Linked DNA regions of Rattus norvegicus: region 1 is linked to region 2. Evidence: chromatin contacts called from public Hi-C data. All regions are on one chromosome and are shown on one strand. The core of a region is the stretch at or near the end of the contact, and the rest is flanking DNA. Distances in the headings are between cores, read along the strand shown. Region 1 has its middle 61 kb from the start of Sptlc3. Region 2 has its middle 230 kb from the start of Btbd3.

Region 1 (3,347 bases), core at 713-3,212, 950 kb after region 2:
GACATGAAAAGGGAGACATAACAACCTGCTAATTTATAAACCAGAAGAGTTGGGATTCATAAATTAACTCTACAGAAAAGAATTTCAGCTTGTGTCAGTATGAAGCAATGTCAAGCTCATCAACGACATATTTTAATATGAATTTAGGCAAGATAACAAAGGCATAAAGAGACTAATAAATGATAAATAATAAGTGATAAATAACATATAATAATAAGTGATAAAATGATAGTTATATATACCCAAGAATGGTGGTCATATGTTCTTCTCCAGAGATTTAACATTTAAATGTCAATAACAGTGTATGATCTTGATAACTTTTGAAGTTATGTTGTTAAGAGAGATTAAGTGAAAATGTTTTGATAGACTTGTTTTATCTAAAGAACTTTAATGAGATTATATTTGTGAGGTACATTATACAGATTTTCAGGCTGATAAAACTTAGATTAAAGAAAGTCAACAGAATTCTTACTGTACTTAGGTCACAAGTAAATTAAGAAATAGGCCTGACTATAAACATAGTTAATAATACTGTTAGATGTTTTTTTTTAAATTCTCACCTATCAGGGGTAAGAGGTGTTTTCCTCCCACATCTGTTTATCCTCACTCAGGTACAGCACCATTCAGGATATCAGTGTGTATAGAGATGGGGATACAGCACCATTCAGGATATCAGTGTGTATAGAGATGGGGATGGGCAAAGCACTGGCGCTGTCTGCTTAGAGTTCTGCAGAAACAGCATGAACAAGCAGAAAAAAAAATGTTGCCCAGACCCTCAGGTTTCACGGAGCCATGCCCACTACTGAGACATTGTGTGGATCCATTCTTTTGAAGACAGACTATTCAACTCCAGTTGGCAGAGGACAGTTGAACATTCTGGGGAAAGCTTTTGCCTACTCTGATGATGTAGCCTCATTCAGGTTGCAGGCTTATCTTTCTCATTTCTCATTATAAACCTAAAATCGTGTAAAGCATTTCTTCATGTTGTAGATTCTTCACACCGCCATTAGATAGGCAAACAGCCTATTGCTCATAAAAAACGTGTCTGCTCTTTGCTCTGAAGAGAATGGTTAAAAAAAACAATCTGGAATTTCTTAAAACATAGATCTGGGGGGTTATGACACAGTACCAAGTAAATCTCTTGGAAGGGGAGAATGTGTGGAGTTCAAGCTCAATTGTAAGTAATGGTCAGTCAATGAATTATGCCTACAAAGTGAAGCCCCAGTTAAAAACTAACTGAGCTCAGCTGAGGATTCTTAGATGATGAGAACATATCAATGAGATGAGGATTATTGTCCTGAGGAATTTTAAGTGGCCTACTTGGTTTGCTTAGACATAGCTCTGAGCATCTTGCTATTTAACTGTTCCTCCTCTGTGCCCTTTATAACTATACTACAGTAGTGAACAGAATGTTTTACTAAATCCTGGGAAGTATTCTAATAAATTGTCAAACCTTAGGTAAATAAATGGAACCTCCAAAGTTAAAGCCAACTGCCCAACAATACAGGTTCCCTGGGATCACTGAAGCACGCAGCTTTTATCTGAAGTGACTGAAGTCTTGTGTAGGGCTTGCCCTGAACCTCCAAAGTCTGACTTTCCTGGGGAGTCAGAGCCAGTTTTTCCTGCCATGGTCCAAAGAGTTGTACAATTTTCCTAGGTTTCTTTAAACATTAAGAGAAAACAGTCTCTAACCTGCATCCTCCTTGCTCTAATTAAGTGTGCTTTCCACAATACCTTGATGAAATACCTTAGGATCTTTCAGGAAAAGTTAAACCTAGGATTAGGGACTACTCAAGTTAAAGATGGCTGAAGATCTCTCAGAATATTACAAAATATGTGATGTTATCAAAAATAACTTGTCTGGAAAAATAGCTTCTCAGGAAAAGCAGAATGCATGTACAATGATTTCTCAATGTGTTCCTAAGTGCTTACTGCTCACTATGTAATCTAGAGACATTATGTAACGTGGTTCTAAAGTTAGAGGATACGCCCCAGATCTCCTTCTGGCATCACTGTCTTTGCACACTTGAGCTCTAAGATTACTTTTATTACTCATATTTTTTATGAAATCACATGAAGCAAGTCTACAATTTTAGTAACAATCTTCTTAAATGTGCTGAGAAAATGATAACTTTTTTATTTTTCTATAACTGTCTTTTGATTTCTCACAACCACCCACCTGCTGTGTGTGTGTGTGTGTGTGTGTGTGTGTGTGTATGTGTGTGTGTGTTGTGTGATTTCATTTGTGGGGTAGAGATGATTTGTGTAGATTTTTTTAAGTATAATACACATGCACAAGTATGTATGCATCATGAACGTACAGTTATGTGAACTTTCACAAAGATAAACATATTTATCCAAGAAACAAAATGTGTCAATCATTGTAGTGGATTCCGTGGTGTCCCATCTAGAAAGATGTTGAAATGTGACACTTTCAAACCAGCATTCAGAGTGTTTGATGGCAATCTGTGAAACACCTATTTGCTTTAAGAAGCCACTGACATCTGTACCCAACATTATAAGCAGAGCCCATTAGTTATCTTTTCCAATTGTAGCCCGTACCATTTCTAGATGCTGCTATAAATCTTTCTTTACGGTGGAATCCTTTCATGACTGTTATGAGGTTCTGGCTCATGTGGTCACTCTTGCTGTGGTCCAAAATTAAACTTCTTTACCACAGCATAGTAACAACCTTTGGAAGGATCCTCTATCAGACTCTCAGTGATTTTTTTCTTTATTCAAGAGCAGGATAGAGTTGCACAAGAACCACCTCCATACTCCTGTCAACACACCTTATCACACCTTATCACAAAATTTGCTTTCATAAGAAATCTTAAGACCAGAGCAATGGCATTCTGATAACAAGGTCCACCTCTCTACCATTTTCTAATCCTCTGACCTTGCAGCAACACTACTCCCTAACTAATGTCATTGTGACAAGGGTCATAGGCAGAAAAAAAGAGTGTCGTACTTAGTTAGGGTTTCATTGCTGTGAAAAGGAAAACATTTAACTGGGGCTGGCTTACAGTTTCAGAGGTCTTGTCCATTAGCATCATGGCAGGAAGCACGGAAGCAGCTTGCAGGCAGACATGGTGAGGGAGGAGCCAAGAGTTCTACATATTGATCTAAAAGCAGCAGAAGAGGACTGTCCTATACACTAGACCCAGCTTGAGCACAGCAGATCTCAAAGTCCACCTCCACAGTGACACACCTCCTCCAACAAGGCCACACCTACTAATAGTGCCAGATACCATGGACCAAGCAATCAAACACTTAAATCTATTAGTGCCATACCTATTCAAACCACCACAGAAAGGCTTCCAAAGTTATTCAAGCCTATTCAATTC
Region 2 (3,634 bases), core at 51-2,550:
GTTCCATATCTACCCTTCCTTCTTCAGCAAATCCAGTTGTTTTCTTCTTCTTTTCCATAGTTTCTTGGTTTTGTTTGTCTGTTTGCTTGTTTATTTTCAGTTTTTATTTTACTTTTTTAACTATTGATGGCTGGAGACGATAAAACAAAGCAACAGATGAGATACAGTGAGCTGCTAGATTTGATTCAATTTTTAATATCCTGACAATCAAAATCTCCATCTGCTATAAATGTGCCCTGATTTTAAATTTAATAATTGTTTTTGGTAGGTTACTCCATGTCCAAGAAATTTCTACTTACTGTATGTACTTACTGAACACTTATTTTGCTGAAATGCCATCTTTAGTGCTGGAAAGATGAACAAATGAAGAGGTGCTGGCTCGATATGAAACCCTTCATTTTTCTCTCCCATATTCCATTGCTTCTGTTATTTATTTTTCAGACGAGTTGAGGAAAATTGTCTTACACAAATATACTAAAATCTGGGTGAGACCTTTGGCCCCAACCATTGCTCATTGCCTGCTGCTGCTCCTTCTCTTGAGAGGGTTGATATCTGCCTCCTGGAACTGCACCAGTACAGACATCTCCAGACCGAGCCTTCTTCTGCAGTCAGCTTTCCATGAGAATGGATCTTGGTGCCATTCTCGTTATACAGCTCTTGAGAGGCCGAGTTGGAAGTCGACTTCTGAAATGACCTTTGTCTTCCCTTACTGTCATCTGCTTTTCCTATCCTGGATGGGTTCTCCTTGAGAGCATCCTCACTTGTTGAGTGTCCCCTCTCAGGACTTGGTGGTTAGTTTCTTGTGATCTTAATGCAAGGGAGGCTCATCTGGCAAGAGGGGACCTCAATTGAGAAAATGACTCCATCAGACTGGCCTGTAGGCAAGTCTTTGAGGCATTTTTCTTAATGATTGCTGTGAGAGTCTCTGCTAACCCTTGGGCACATAACTTCTGGGTTATATAAGAAAGCAGTCTGAGGAAACTGCATGAAACATTCTCCCATAATCTTTGCAAGATCCTGAATCTAGGTCCCTGCCTCGGGTACTTGACTTAGCTTCGAGATGGATTGTAGCTCTGATGTAAACTAGCTTCTCCCCTTTCTCCCTGCTGCTTTTGTCACAACCATGGAAGGCAAACTGGAACAGACAATCCCTGTTTTGGACTTTTTGCTCTCTTACATATTTTTTCATATAAAAATTATGTTTATCCTTCCTACCAGCTTCTGTGCTCACCAATCACACACTTGCAACTCTGTGGTAAATGAGCAGAAGCTGCAGCCTTGTGGTGTTGGAGTTTGATACTAAACATACATATTCCATAACGTATGCTGCTTCATAGCTGGACAAGCTGGTACGACTGAGGAGAGGCACATGTCCTGTGTTCCCTAAAATAGTATAGCAGCAGCTGCACTAATTTTAGTTAGGAACAAAATTGCCTGTGGATGTAAAGGCTTTGTTGTTTTCTTCACAAAGTCAGCTTGTATGGAAAAACTGGCTAGAAATAGGAGAAATTAACTACGTCATAATTTCCACATAAACTAAAGTAAATGAAGGATCTACAGAATAGATGTTAGAGATTTTTCTCTAGTATTAATATGAATATCTAATTGAGCTGTTTGGACTTGAGAGGGATAGAGAGATGATAGGGGGTTCTCATATTCACAGCCAATGAGCATTGAGTTGTGAATAACAGGCAGAATGTTCTCTCAGTAAAAGGGCAAAGACTAAAGTAGAAAAAAATGTAAAAATTGATAGTTATTTCAGGGAAGTGGAGTTGCCACATGAGAAACTGGAACAGAACCAGCATTGGGGTAAGAAGGTCGAGGGGAAAGAAACAGAGCGGGCTAGTCAGGGAACTTGTTGACAGCATTTTGTTATTTAAGTTTGGTAGACAAGTTTGGACAAAGGGAATGTGTCTTTATTAGATGCATATATTATGATAAAAGATCCCAAAGGTGCCCATTTATTTTTCATCCATGAGATGTATATAATTATTGTCTTACCTTTCACTCGTGGGAACCAAACTTAAAGGGAGCTAGCTTGCCTGGCACAGGAAAGGTGTTGACCTGAATTTCATACTCCCTGACTTGGTTCTGTGCCATGACATACTGTGTTGTGAACTTGACCAACTGCTCTTTGCATCTCTGTGATCTTCTGGTATCTTCTCTATCCATAGAGTTGGAAATCTGAAACTCTAATATGTCACTAATGCTTTATAGCTAATTTTAAATCCAGTTGTCCAACTGTAATGACTTTTAAGGCAATGCTGTGAAGTTCTGAGCGTCTGTCATATTTCCAGCAATAGTTGCCCCTTTCTGGAATGTTGATACATTCTGGCTTCTCGGTAGCAGGAATTACTGAACAGGTCCATAGCCGGTGACTCAGTAACAAACATGATCTTGCAGGTTTGAGCATGGACCTTCTCAGCTTCTACCTTTTTCACCCAGAGAACAGACATTTCTTAGGTTAGTTATCATTGGAGTCATTCTCCTTTTCTTTCATTGGTTCAGTTGTCTCCCTTAAAACTTACTCATAGATGATTAGAATGATATCTCTACCCTACTGATTTTTGAGCTTTTGATTGTCAAATTTTGCTTCAAGTAGTATACAATAATAATTAAATGAAGACTACCTTCTACAGAAATAATTCAGAAGCCTTTCATATTCCAATGTCCAGGGCATTTGCTTTGTATCTTGATAGCATATACATTTATTCATAATTCCCCCACACCATGCATGCATTTAACATATTATCTTAGACTAGGAAAAGTTCCCAGGAGATCACTGTGAGTCTGCTTTTCACAAAGTGTAGAAGAAACTTAAGCTCAGGCTTATGGTTTTGCCTAGGGTTATAAAATCACACGGTGGAAGGGTTAAAATAATCCCTCATCATTGTTATCAATGTGTCTTCTAGAGTTCTACTACAAATTATAAAATACCAGGGCAATCAATGCAAGCATAGCATTCACCTTGATGTAATCTCTCCCACTTGTGTTGGTGCAGAGGCTATGTGAAGGCTGTTTCAAAGAAGGACAGAAACCACCATGAGGATTTGACCAAAGGCACTTGATTCAAACTGGGCTCTGAGGAGAAACCAGTAAAGGTATATAGGAAATCAGTGACAAAGACGAAAGGAAGGAAGGTATGATTTTAGGCCATATTCCAGTTCTGGCTTTAACATTTTAGACTGTGTGAAACACATATGATACTACGTAGCTTTCTTTTTGGGAACCAAGATTCTGAGCTTTCGTACTTGTGGTCAGTCATTGCCCTTGAATCCTCTTTTGAGATGTGACCTTGGGACTGTACCCAAAGTAGCCAGGTACCACAAACACAAAGAATTAACTTTGAAGGAAACTGCTATAGATATAAGGTATTATAATGCAGGTAATTAAAGTTTGGGTTTGCAGATCTAGAAACCTAGAGAAAAACTATTGAGCAAATCACCTACCATAGCCCTTGGATATAATTTCTAACGTTTTTCAGAGACCAGAGTCTTCCATGACCATTACTGATCCTACACAACTGTTTCTCTTTATCTTCTATGTTTTCTTATCTACAAAGGCTCCTGATACTCCCCCATCTCAATGTAGCCCTTTTATATTGCTTTGTGTTACTTCTTCACTTAAAATTCTC

The links. Hi-C and Micro-C count contacts between places; a contact is called where the count stands out from the background.
Region 1: a contact with region 2 is called in a Hi-C map of frontal cortex, with 1.9 times the contacts expected there. The contact joins two enhancer-like sites.

The regions. Positions count from the first base shown.
Region 1 is chr3:147,238,784-147,242,130 of GRCr8, forward strand. No RefSeq gene overlaps it. Among named protein-coding and RNA genes, the nearest start is that of Sptlc3, 61 kb to the right of the region's middle. Within about 2 kb of position 1,963, at least 5 of the 93 cell types and tissues checked have an H3K27ac peak or open chromatin away from gene starts, as enhancers often do.
Region 2 is chr3:146,291,176-146,294,809 of GRCr8, forward strand. No RefSeq gene overlaps it. Among named protein-coding and RNA genes, the nearest start is that of Btbd3, 230 kb to the left of the region's middle. Within about 2 kb of position 1,301, at least 10 of the 93 cell types and tissues checked have an H3K27ac peak or open chromatin away from gene starts, as enhancers often do.